Regions from separate parts of the Zea mays genome. Here region 2 is linked to region 1. Evidence: chromatin contacts called from public Hi-C data. All regions are on one chromosome and are shown on one strand. The core of a region is the stretch at or near the end of the contact, and the rest is flanking DNA. Distances in the headings are between cores, read along the strand shown. Region 1 holds the start of LOC100384547. Region 2 holds the start of LOC100193626.

Region 1 (6,770 bases), core at 1,954-4,453:
TCTTTTTCGACATGGTGATTCTTGAAATTTTTGCGGGGTGCTTTTCACTGGTATATTACATGGCTCCACCTCGTTAAAAACCTCACCCCCCGGGAGGAAAAGAGTAAGGGCCTGAACAACATTGTTTGCAGAATTACAAAGACGCGTAGGCCCTAGGACTTAAACAAAAAAATTCCGGAGATTATCGATGTTCCAGGAATGTTCTAAGTCTTCGCTGGATGATGTTGTCAACCTGTAAGCACTGGGGGATGCCTTCGTATTGACTATGAATGGACCTTCCCACTTCGGCTCTAGCTTGTCTCGTGACTCTGTCCGGGTGGTTCTTACGAGTACGAGGTCCCCTTCGTTGAATTCTCTTGGGACGACTGTGTTGTCGTGCCAGGCCTTGGTTTAAACCTGATATTTGTCGAGGGCCTGGAGGGCGAGGACGTGGTCTCCGTCGATGAGATCTTTGGAAGCTGGTTCATCGACATCAGGGATGACTGATTTGTCTGTTCGTGGGGACTCGTGCTTTAACTCTTGCGGCGTCATGGCCTCAGATCCATACAATAGGCGGAAGGGTGTGAACCCGGTTGTCTGGCACTCTGTTGTGTTTAGGGCCCATACAACTTCAGATAATTGGTCGGCCCATTTTCCCTTTTTGTCATCAAGAAGCCTTTTCTTGATGGCACTAAAAATCTTGCCATTGGCGCGCTCAACAACACCGTTGGATTGTGGGTGGTGCATAGAGGCGAAGACAGGCTTGGTGCCGATGGAAAAGCAGAAATCCCTGAAGTCTTGGCTGTCGAACTGTTTGTCGTTGTCGACTGTGAGTTCGGACGGGACTCCGAAGCGGCAGACAATGTTTTGCCAGAAGAATTTTTGGGCGAACTTCGATGTTACTATGGATACTGCCCTGGCCTCAATCCACTTTGTGAAATATTCGACGGCAACGAAGGTAAACTTGAGGTTCCCTTGAGCTATGGGTAGTGGTCCAACGATGTCCAGCCCCCAGCGTTGAAGTGGCCATGTATGGGCGATGAGTTTAGTGAATAGCGAAGGGCTGCCTGAGCGAGGGGAGAACTTTTGGCATGCTTCGCATGACCTTGTGACTCGATTGGCGGTGCAGATTATTGCGGGCTAGTAAAATCCCTGATGAATCACCATGGCAGCGAGGGCCCTAGGTTCTGAGTGGGAGCCGCAAGTTCCGTTGTGGACTTCGCGGAGGATTTTTATGCCTTCGGTTTCGGTTATGCACTTCAGCATGGGCTGGCTGATCCCCTTTTTGTACAGTTGACCCTAGACTAATGTGAAGTCCCTGCTTCTTTGCTTTAGTCATTTGGCCTCATTGAGATCGATTAGATGATAGTGTCCTTGTAGGTACAGTGTTATTGGGGCCCGCTAGTCTTCGGCCATGATGAGGTTGACGATGCGGTGGCCATCGGTGTCCTGAGTTATTTGTAAACCTTTAGGGTTACGGACAGCTGGCGTGTCGATGACGTGGTAGAACACGTCGGAGGGCAAGGCCTTGCCCTTGGCCGCTGCTTTGGCCAACGCGTCGGTCTCTTCGTTCTTGTTGCGGTCGACATGTTGCAGGGTGAAACCCTTGAATTGTCTATCGAGGCTGCGGACAGCTGTGAGATACTGCATGAGCGTGGGGTCTTTTGCTAAGTACTCCTTCTCAACCTGGCCGATGACTACTTTGGAGTCTGTCCTGATTATGCATGTGGTGACACCGAGTGCTCGTAATTTGCAAAGTCCTAGGATGACGGCTTCATACTCTGCTATATTGGTAGTGCATCTGTCGGACTCCAAGGCGAAGCTGAGGCATGTTGCGTATCTGTACTTGACGCCTGCGGGTGATGTTATGATCGCCGTGGTGCCTGCCCCCGCATGGCACCACGGGCCATCGCAGTGGATGGTCCAAACTTTCTCTGGTGACTCTTCTTGTTGCCATGTTGGTCCTGTCCAGTCAACGATGAAGTCTGCCAAGACTTGTGATTTGATCGTTGTTCTGGGTTCGAAGGTGATGTGGTACCCGGAGAGTTCGGCTGCCCATTTGGCGATTCGGACGGATGCCTCCGGGTTCCTGAACAATTCTCTCAGGCCCCTGTCCGAATTGACCCGTACTTTGAATGCCTCGAAGTAGTGGCGCAGTTTGCGCGATGCCATGACGACTGCGTATAAAAAATTTTTCTAGCTCGGTCATGTTGCACTTAGAAGTCGTGAGGACTTCGGAGACATAGTACACTCGGCACTGCCGACTTGTGCCCTCTCTGTCCTACTCTTGGACTAACGCTGCGCTGACTGCACATGGTGTGGCCACAATGTATAGAAGAAGACACAACGAAGGATCAGGGCTAGCTGTAACACCCTAGGTGTTTGTATTCTGCTCGACAACGAGTATGGATTTAAGCACGTAATATCAGTGGATAAAACGGATGCTCAATTTTAAAAATCTTTGCATATCGCGATTTTAATATCGCATCTATTTCGTCTATCGCGAGGTCGACATCGTTTTTATTTATCCGGTCTCTTCTTAAATTTTCGTGATGTTCGGAACATTGTTGTTCCGAAAATCGGTGCGTCCGGTGATTATTTTAAATCGTCGCTCGCACGAATACGAATTCGGAAGCCCGACACACTCGGATGATTTTTATCCCAGGCAAATTAGTTTGAACTCGACGACTAAAATGATCGGGGTAAAATAATTCGAATCGCGCGAAATCTTGCGCGAGGTTATGACCCAATTTATCCTCCAGCACGCTGTTTTGGCGAGCGCAAGAGTAATAATTGGGCCTCTTTTTCCAGTGTGTTGTCTTCGGCAGAGAAATCGGGTGCTTGATTAGTGGATGAGATTATCAGGTTAGACGAGTTAAGCGCCGACTAAATACTGAAGCCGAAATCCGTCTAATTCAGTCTATTTGCATTCTGTCCGAAGCAAACCAAACCACTGTAATTAGTATTGACAACAAGTAATTAGTAGATGATTTAGTTTGCTAAATCATTAGAATGAAATGCGTAGTTGAATAACGTTTCTACCCAGTGTACATTGCTAAAAATTTGGATTCAAAAATATCTGCGAAATTCTTTAAAGAAATAAAAAAAGGAATTCTCAACGTTTATCGGTTGCCGTCTGAAACTTCAGATTTTTTTTACCCGTTCGTTCTCATCTCTTGACCGCCCCTGCTCAAGATTTTTTTCCACGCCGCTGTCTTCTTCTCCCAGCTTTATCTTCAGCCGCGCGCAGCCGCTCTTTTCTACCCCAGCGCCGCGCGCATGCCCCTGTCGCGCAGCTCCTGGCTCGCCCCTGCGATCGCCATGGCGATTCCCCCTGCGTCAGCTTCCTCGGCGTTCATCACCCTGCTCCCCTCGCCGGCGCCGAGTTCCTGCCCCATCTTCCTCGCCGAGCTTCTCTGCTGCGCGCTGGTTTCTCCCCCATGGCGCATCACTGCTCGGTTCCATGGCCAGCCGAAGCTCCCTGACGTTCGTCCTGACCGCCGCGCCTTCTCTCTCTGCTTGCTGCTCGCCGGTGCCCTGTCCCAGTGTCGCGGCGCCCTGCTCATTCTTCCTGGCGCTCGGCCTTGAAGCTCCCTTGGCTGCCTGCGTCGCGCCCAGTTCTCCTCCCTTTCCCATGGCTGCTCTCTCTCCTTCCTCTCCCTCCTCTGCGCAGCGCCGCATCTCTCTGCTGGTCACGGCACGTCGAGCCCCCAGCGCTGCGGCCCTTTCCCCAGCTTCTTTCTCCCTGCGGCAGCTCGCCCTCGCTTGTGCCGCGCCCCTGCGCTCGTCGCGGCGCTCCAGCTCGCCCATCTGCGCGCAGCCACGAACTCCCCTGCGCTCTGCTCGCAGCGCCGCAGTTCTTTCTCCCGGCTCCCTCTGTCCGTTCTCGACCGCGCCTTGCTCCCTGGACGCGCACGCAGCGTTCCGTCGTCCCTCGCCATGCCGAGTTCTCTGCGCGCAGTCGCGTCCCACTGCTTGGCTATGGCCACCATCGTGCCTAGGATTTGTGCATCCTTCTCTGTTCAGCCTCGGCAAAAAAAAACTCTGGATGCTTGGACCCCGCCTCGACCAAGTCTTCCGTTTTGGCCGTCATAGGTTGTCGTCGTTCATCATCGCGTCGTGCAGCAGCGCGTCCCTTATCGTGCCCATGCTTAATACTGCCATTCCTGCTGTGCCTCGCTTCCGTTGTGTTCGATTAAATGTTGGACCAAGATTCCACGATGTCACTCATCCTCGTTGTGAAACCCTCACGCTCATCATCCCCTGTTCGATCTCGTCGTCGAGCTTCGCCTCAGACTTAGCTCGTCGGTCACGCTCGCCAGATGTTCGATCAAGGACTTCAGCTGAAGGCCGTCGTTGTTCAGGCAACTACCAAATCGAATTGTGATGTGGTGAGCCGATTCGCTATTTTTACTATCGGTTTTATGATCGTAAAATAAGACGCTTCGTATGCGTATACGATTAAGTTAGAAATACCAGTGATGCGAGGTGTGCGCTTGGTAATTATGGCTAGATCCGTTGTTATGGTGTTATGTTGTGTGATGTTATGGGGTCGATGATAGAAGTGGAATTCTAGTTGTTGGGCGATAACGGGAAGGACGTTGTTCATCGCGTGCTTAATGCTTGACTAGGTACATGCCCGTGCGTTGCAACGGTGAACAAACTACTTTCTACAAAATATTAGTGCACAAAGATTAAAATTATCAACCTCAACATCTCACTGAAAAATATTCAAATTTAAAATTCCTTGTAATTTCGAAACTCCTTATGTCACTACAACAAAGGTTTATTCATCCAAGCTGTATAATTTCATCATCAGCTTCAAGCACCTGTTAACTTAGAGTGCTCCAATACGCTTAGGCCCAATTACAAAAAGTTACATATACCAAAATAAAACTCGACAATGAAAATTATCTACCTAGAGTAAATTTTGAATAGTTGGCGCCCTTTCACTTAAAACAATGAGGAGCAAAAAGCTATGAAGTATGGCCCTTTGACCTGAAACATTAGGCTAAAAATAGCTATCACAACACAAATACTGATAAAAGTAAATATCTCTACCTCTACTAATATTGAAGGGAATAATATTTCTTCTGCTCATGCACAACATTGGCACCTACTTCACTTCCAAACTAACCAATCAGAAAATCTACCATTACACGTGCATTGCTACGGTGTCTATATATAACATAGGTAAACCTGTTATAGGGACAAAACAGAAAGCTATGGGGGTGGGGGCAACCTGCTTTTCCATCTCTTTGGTGGTAGAGAATAGATGAAAGTTGGTGTCATACTTCTGCAGAAATAAGGCCGTAATGGAAGGTTTCCTAACTGCAACAATTGAGATACCAAAAAAGAGGGGTTACAAGAATTAGACATTAATAGAACCTAAAAAGTAAAACTTCGTTGATAGACATGAGATATAATTTACTCCCTCCAATGTTATTTGTGGTCTAGGACACTGACACGGTCTCCAGAATATGGCTTTGACCAAAGACTTTTGTTAAAATACAAATGAACTCTTTATACATTTATATTTTTATGAATGTACTTTTTAAGACAAATTGATGCATGTATCAGGTTTTGGATATATAGTGCATTAACTATCTTGGGAAGTTGGGTAATTGTTTTTGTTACACAGGCTGTTAAGCTAATATGAATTGCACACGTGCATACTATACATACACATACAACGGTGTTCGCTGCAGACCTGCCAGTGCCAGGCATGGTGCCTTTCCTGTCTACTGTAGCGAGACCATCTACCAACTATAGTTATTCAGCAATATGCCCAGTCTAAGAACCATAGATCTCATGCTGAATAACTTCAGTGGCACGATTCCGGAAAGCATATACTCCTGTAGAAAGCTGACTGCGCTACGGCTAGATTCGAATAAGTTCCATGGACAATTATCAGAAGGGCTAGGCAACCTAAAGTTCCTCTCGTTCCTGTCGCTTACAAACAACAGACCTGCCATGCATGGTGCCTTAACCTCCGAAGAAGCAGCAGGGATTTGGTTTGCAAAACGGGGCTCAATTTCTGGAGAGGTAGCAGGAACAGGGACTTGATCAGCTGGACCAGACGGAAAAATCACAGAGGACGAGCTACCAGGATCGTTGCTGCTGACACTATTGCTTTCCTTGGGTGGAGCTGCAACTGCTGCAATAGCATTCTGCACCTGCAGTTCCAGATCTTCAAGACCTCCTGCACACAGGAAAGTATAACGAAGTCAGAGACTTATCCTGGAAAGTTTGCTGTTTGCCTTTGCCCTGGGTTAGTCCAGGCAGAGTTGGCTGCTTCCTGATGGATGACTTGATTCCTGCGTGATGTCTGATGACATGGGATAACTAACCAACCTCCAAATAGATGCTTGCCTGATTCGCCTTGCCTGAACGAGGATACGCCGTCGCCATCCTTCGACGACCATGCACCTTGATCTTGCAGGTCGCCCGACTCTAAGTCGTTGCAAGTGAAAGAACAAGCCGGTCGTCATCAACTCTTGGATTAGTTTAGCCGCTCGTCATCAACTCTTGCCTGATTCGCCTTGCCCAAACAACAGCCTTTCAAATATAACAAACACGCTTCAGATACTGAGGAGCTCTAAGAACCTGACCACGCTTCTTCTTGGCATCAATTTCTTTGAAGAAACCGTACCGGATACCGATTGCTTTTCCTAAAATTCTAAATCTAAGCAGCAACATATTCACAGTTCTGATTCTCCCAGAGATTGGTCAGTTAAAAGGCCTCCTTTCACTTGATATCAGCTCCAACAGCTTAACCGGACCGATCCCCA
Region 2 (6,770 bases), core at 3,112-5,611, 230 kb after region 1:
TCGGCAAAGTCTTTGCCGAGTGCCCGACAAAAGGTACTCGGCAAAGAGGCTGTTGCCGATGTACAGTTCGCCGAGCGTTCTTTGCCGAGTGTGACACTCGGCAAAGGCTTCGCCGAGTGCACAATAGCCTTTGCCGTGTGTCTGAGACACACGGAAAAGACGCTGATTCCGGTAGTGCGTCCTGGACACGTGTCCCGCAAGTCCTCGATCGCGCCGGCAACATGACCCGCTCCTTCACGTCCTCACGTGAGTGCGTGTCCCAGGTGTCAGCCACCACGACTGCTGGTCATCCGGCTGCTCCGGTCCGTCAGCCAAAACCCAACACTCGTCCTTCATTGTTCCCGATTCATCAGCACGAGCACGTATGACTTTCACCTCAGTCGTCGACCACCGTCCCTGTGCTCCACACATGCACACCACAAGCGGATCAATATGGTTGCACATACATAATTAATCTCACACTCTGGTCAGCTCACTGACTATCACTACCGGAATTTGGCTCTTTGCCGAGTGTCATATTCTTTGACGAGTGTTTTATTTCGGGCACTCGGCAAAGAGCTCTTTGCCGAGTGCCACGCAAAAAACCCTCGGTAAAAGAAAACACTCGGCGAAGAAACTCTTTGCCAAGTGTTTTATTTTTGACACTCGGCAAAGAGTTTCTTTGCCGAGTGTCTTTTTTTGACACTCGGCAAAGGGCTCTTTGCCGAGTGTCACAAATACAACACTCGGCAAAGAGCTCTTTGCCGAGTGTTTTTTCTCCAACACTAGGCAAAGACAATTTAAAAATCACATTTTAAAGTAGTAAATTAATTCAAATGAAAAAGTTTTCAACTACAAATTTGTATAACTCATCATGATGTACAATTTATATATTGAACATTTCTTCATATGACAAAATAAAAAAAAATTGTTCATAAAACCTATATCTCTCTCGTAGTTTATGAAACTACGAGAGAGACGTATAGAATTTGTGCATATTGTTAGAACCATCATTTGAGATAAATAAATTACCAAACAACCAAAATAAACTTTGTAGATCTTGAGAAGTTATAGAAGTTTATAGTTAACAACTTTTTCATTTGAAGTCATATTGTCAACGAAAACTATGTCTGAATTTAAAAAATTTAAAATTTGAATTTTGAAAACGACTTCGAAAGGAAAAACCACCAACATGAAAGTTGTAGGTATTGAAGAGTTATGAAACTTTGTAGTTGACAATGTTTTAGTTTGAAATCATCTTGTTATGCAAAACTATGTTTGAATTTTGAAATTTGAATTTTTCAAACTGTCTCGGATGGAAAAACCACCAAAATAAAAGTTGTAGGTCTTGAAATATAATGAAACTTTGTAGTTGACAATTTTTTGATTTAAAATCATCTTATCATTGAAAATTTCGTGTGAAGTTTTTAAATTTAAAATTCAAATTTTATAAACAGTCTCGGATGTAGAAACTATTAAAATAAAACTTTTAGATCTCAAAAAGTTATGCAACTTTATAGTTGGTCACATTTTCAAATGAACTCATTTAGTGCCTTAAATAATCAAATTACTCTCTATTTGTTATAGTATGTGGGGAATGGAAACGTAATATAAACATAATTGGTGTAGTAGTGTAGTGGTATAGGATGGTATGCGCGAGAGAGAGGTTGCGAGTTCGAATCTCACCATTTACAAAACATATAAGTTTGATTCAAAATAATAGTGAAAAATGATAGGGCAACGGGTAAGGTAATAGGGGAGGGTTGGAGAGTTGTTCCTAGAATTTAAAAAATGTTTTACTATTTTTTTAATTTTTTCGATTCCTAATTTGCCGAGTGTTACAAAACATATAAGTTTGATTCAAAATAATAGTGAAAAATGATAGGGCAACGGGTAAGGTAATAGGGGAGGGTTGGAGAGTTGTTCCTAGAATTTAAAAAATGTTTTACTATTTTTTTAATTTTTTCGATTCCTAATTTGCCGAGTGTTTTTCTTTGCCGAGTGCTTTTTGACACTCGGCAAAGTCTTTGCCGAGTGTCCGAAAAAAAGCACTCGGCAAAGTCTTTGCCGAGTGTCCGAAAAAAAGCACTTGACAAAGAACCCTTTGCCGATGAAATCTTTGCCGAGTATTCTTTGCCGAGTGTTACACTCGGCAAAGCCTTTGCCGAGTGTAAAATAGCCTTTGCCGAGTGTCTTAGACACTCGGCAAAGAACGCGATTCCGGTAGTGTATCCCATAGTGGTATTTATTGACAATTACTCATCATCAATTCGAACCATGCATAAGGGATAAATCAACCTTATATGTTCGTATTTTTATTTAACTTTTTTATTTAAAAATAAACTATACGATACTAGTGATTCTTCGTACTATACTGAATTATACGAATCAATAATGCCATCGCATCGATTTGTACACGCATACAAACGACGAGACGATGGACCAGATTGCAAGCCGTTTCTGACTGGTGTCTTTCGGAGGGGCGCCAGTACGCTTCAGATTCTTCGATTTTTTTTCACGTAAATTTAATATCTTAACGTAGACGTGCGTGACGGTGACCATATATACGAATCAGCGGTGCCGAGTACGTACGAGTAGCTACTTATATCTGATCTGCATGCATGCATGTGCGAGGCGAAATTACGACACGTTTGATACGCCCCGATCCTAGAAAGGGATTGGTGAACGCACACGTTTGCTATATCCCAGTGGTGCAATTATTTAGGTCGAGGTCCACATGTGGGATGATATGATCTTGCACGATGCCATGATCCCATGTGGCCGTACGTGTATTAATGTCGCAGGTTTTGCTTGAAACAGCACGGGCGCAACCTTGAATTTCCTACAAAACATACTTGAGGGGGGCTTGGAATCATACCGTTCAGATTTTGTAAGAGTCGCTTATACCTTGTTCGGTTGCACGGAGATCGAAGAGAATTAAGATGGATTAAAACTTTTTCTAATTTAATTTCGACTAGCAAGGGATTTAGTGTTTTTGGTATATTTATTTTGAAGAGCGTTTCAAAAAATCTGGATTCTTTAATAATCTAGCTGTCACAAAATCAAGGGGTCTCCATGCAACCAAACAAAGGTATAAACGTGCGGAGGAAGATTAATGGGCCCGTAAGGTATTGGGACGCGAAAGCGGTAGATTCCTCCGGACACGATGACTCGATAAATTCTGCATTTACGTTGATTTAAGCGATTCTTATAGAAGTGAAGTGTTTAGCAGCCAAAATCCGATTTTACTAGCCAGAAGCTGACCAGAAGGAATCAAAAAGACATTAAATTTGCTCCAATCTCTATCAATCCACTTCTAACCAACCAAACGTGTTTTTCAACACGGGAATATAATAGTGCATGGTTTGCATCTTTTGCACAAAAAATACAGCTCTAGCTTCTTTCGTATGACCGTTATTGCGTATATTTTGTGTTAAAAGTATAGCTTTAATTTATTGCAATTTAGGTATGCACAAACTGTAATTTTTAGTTTTGAGATAAAAATCTCAATAAAGGTAAATAATAAAGTATAAAAATATTTTATTCTAGTTAATAGTGTTACATGAGTGTCGCCTCAAATTATATTAAAATTTAGACATCAAATATAGGAATAGTAAAAAAAATCTCTAATTTTTTCTCTCTCTCTCCCTCCCCATGTCGCTCTCTCCATTGCTATCCTCTCTCCCGTCCCATCACTCCGTCGCCATGGAGCTACGGAGCCCTAGAGAAATCATGGAGTGAAGAACAGCTCAAAAACAGCAAACCATTCGCGTGCTGTGCATATACCTCAACTGCAAAACTCCAGCTGTTTACTCCAGCAAATCACAAAATTCTCCTCATAATAATACCTCCGGCCTCAATTGCTTCTCCCTCTCCTCTCCCATCAACGCCACGGTTGGGTTTGCTCGACATATGCCTACCATCCAACCCATCTCTGGAGCCTCCTTTAAATCCAGCAATTAGGAATGCAAGTCACGTATTTCTTGAATCATTGGGTAGATCGAAAACAAAGAGAGAGAGAGAGAGAGAGAAGGAACTAGAATGGAATGGCACGCATCAATTCAAGAAGACAAATGAAGCCAAACTATTTTGGAACGGAGAGATATGCCCCATGAAGCAGTTTGGCGGATATATGCAGATATTAGGGAAAAAGGTAGTATTGAAAATTATGTTTCAATGTCCAAAACATTAATAATTTTTGTCAGGAGCGAGTAACATCTACATTATTGCAGATCTATAGATAAAGTACGACATAATATCAGAGACGCAGACATGTCATTTTCTTCCAACGAATAATGCATGTTTCGTCCTCTACTATGGGCAAATACGATATTTTACTCTTGCCAGACCTCTATATAAGGAGATGACGAGGTGTAGTGTACAAACCACACACACCACAGCACTAAAGTCTATTCATCTCTGGCTCCCCAAATTCAGCTGGTACGACAATTCTAGTATTCTATGATCAAAGGCATGTTTGGTTTGATGACTAAAGGCATGTTTGGTTCGTTGCCTCAATTGCCACACTTTGCCTAACTTTTTTGCCTAAGGTTAGTTATTCAATTTGGATGACTAACCTTAGGCAAAGTGTGGCACATTTAGCCACAAACCAAACATGCCTTAAGTTGCCACACTTTGCCTAACTTTTGTGCCTAAGGTTAGTTCTTCAATTCGGACGACTAACCTTAGGCAAAGTGTGGCATAGTTAGCCACGAACCAAATAGGCCCCAAATCTCTCTATTTGGTCTCTTTTCTTTGAATATCTCATGTACTAAAGAAATCATTACTACTTGCTTTTTATATATACTTGCAAGCGTATATATAGCTTGATCCTTGATGACATAGGTTAATATTTCTCTCCCTAATAAGATTCCCCGAACTACTTGTTTTGTCGTTGTAGGATTCAAAATTTTCTTGGAATACCTGTTACACTGAGCATTCCAAAGCATTATTAACTCCACGCCTATCAACAACATATATAGCCACAGCACCCGGTTATATTTCCCTTGCCAAATCCTCCTTCCGCCTCGAACAAGGAAGGAACCAGAATTTTTTTAAGATGGATTAAATTAAACTGATACAATATAGTAGTCCCTTCTATATCATACTATGTATATTTTAAATTTTAGGGGAGGCTATCCAGTGAAGCTCCATGGGCTCAGGAGCGGTAGGGGGTTCTCGAGCCTCGCTCGCTCACCGCTGCATCCGTCCCTGACCTCCAAATAAATAGATTGCAAGCTTAAAAATTTGTCTACAAATAAGTTAATCTCTAAAAGAGGTTCAATAGTTCACCAGTCTATTTATTTTTCATGAGAACGCCTCGATTACTACACCCCTCACATCTCTCATTCTAGCGCTGAGTTTCTACATTTGGATGTGTGTAGTAAATGCTATAATTAGTATGATATTGAAACAATTATTGATTATTGCAACTGCTCTAGCTAATGAAGGATAATAAAGATTTTTTTGTCATATGAACTTGCTAGGAATCTATTTATCCAGGGACAAAATGAGTACACTAGTGAATAGGGATGCAAGACATCAATGATTGTGACGAGGAAAATAGTTTTCACTTTAATGCTCTCTATTTTGTATGAGATTAGTTAGAATGATAAATTTGTGAAATGGAAAGAGTATATCATTTTGTTTCTCGAAAGACACAGGAGAGTCGTGTTGTCATTTTATTAAGAGAAAAAGAATAAGAGTACAAAAGGCTAGGAAAAAATCAGCCAAAGTAAACACACATAAACACTCAAAGATCCAAGATCTTAGCACCTAAGATGCAAGAGATAGCGACCAAGAGAGAGAAAAAAGCTAAGCTTAGAGCCTTAGACGACGATGCTCTTGCCACCACTCATCCTTAACGGTTTACAATAATCCTATAACACACATGAATCCTGATGCTGCTTCCAAGTCTCATAGGCCACCAAGATGATAAGAATTCAATCCCTTATGCATTGTTACATGACCTTTTCGCATGTTCTTTTTTGGACTTCAAAGTCATGTCTATTCATCTTGATTACCGATAACTAATTGCCATGGAATATTTCGATTATTATTGCACGGACGTTGGCTTCACTAGTTACAATGTGTCTAAAATATATATGAATTTTGCATTTTTTTTGCTGCAAACTCATTTATACATGCAGGAACCTTGTTATTCTAAATGGGGCCATGGCAAATTGGGGTCTCTATATGAATTCGAAGTTTGTGTAACTAATATAACATATTAACGTAAGAAGTAAAACTGTAATTAATAACATACTTTTGAAAGTAAGAGTTTTTCTTGGGACTAATGTAATAACTATAACTTTCACAGATTGTCGAAATGCAATTTAATCATTTATTGTTGTGACTTTGCACTACCTGATTTTAATGAAAAAAACCCGGCGGAGAAAGACAGCTATCTCGATATTTTTGGGGCTGGCAATCAAGGCGCACACGACACCCGCATGTCTAAGAAGGACCGAAACCAAGTCTCGGTCGAGAAAAGCCTCGAACGCTAGCCCCCATCACTAGCGGGTCATCACCAATCACTCTGCAACGGTCCATCTGAAGGATGGCACGCAGGACGTAATCCAAAAGCGGGCAGAGCACAGCGAGAGAAATGTTTTTGTGTAGAACCGGGGGTTTCGACCTCTGACCTAGCTCACGCCGCCTTCACCACTCGGCTATACACCCAACTGGACTAGCTGATTTTAATAATATTATGATATCCAAATATTTTTCCTAAATGAAAATATGCTGCATACTCTAGTATTATGTTCACATAATTCTTACCGATATTATGA

Evidence for each region. Hi-C and Micro-C count contacts between places; a contact is called where the count stands out from the background.
Region 2: a Hi-C map of leaf shows a contact between it and region 1, with 5 times the contacts expected there. The contact joins the promoter of LOC100193626 here to the promoter of LOC100384547 in region 1. A contact is called at or near these places in 2 of 25 Hi-C or Micro-C datasets (ear and leaf).

The regions. Positions count from the first base shown.
Region 1 is chr4:149,746,371-149,753,140 of Zm-B73-REFERENCE-NAM-5.0, forward strand. It overlaps LOC100384547, which reads left to right and starts at 3,204. Exons shown (of 1, transcript NM_001177062.1): 1 at 3,204-4,509. The coding sequence starts at 3,443. The coding sequence ends at 4,366. LOC103653816 (cell division protein FtsZ homolog 1, chloroplastic) reads right to left here. Exons shown (of 6, transcript XR_004857833.1): 6 at 4,706-5,310.
Region 2 is chr4:149,976,895-149,983,664 of Zm-B73-REFERENCE-NAM-5.0, forward strand. LOC100193626 reads left to right here and starts at 4,362. Exons shown (of 2, transcript NM_001138726.2): 1 at 4,362-4,419.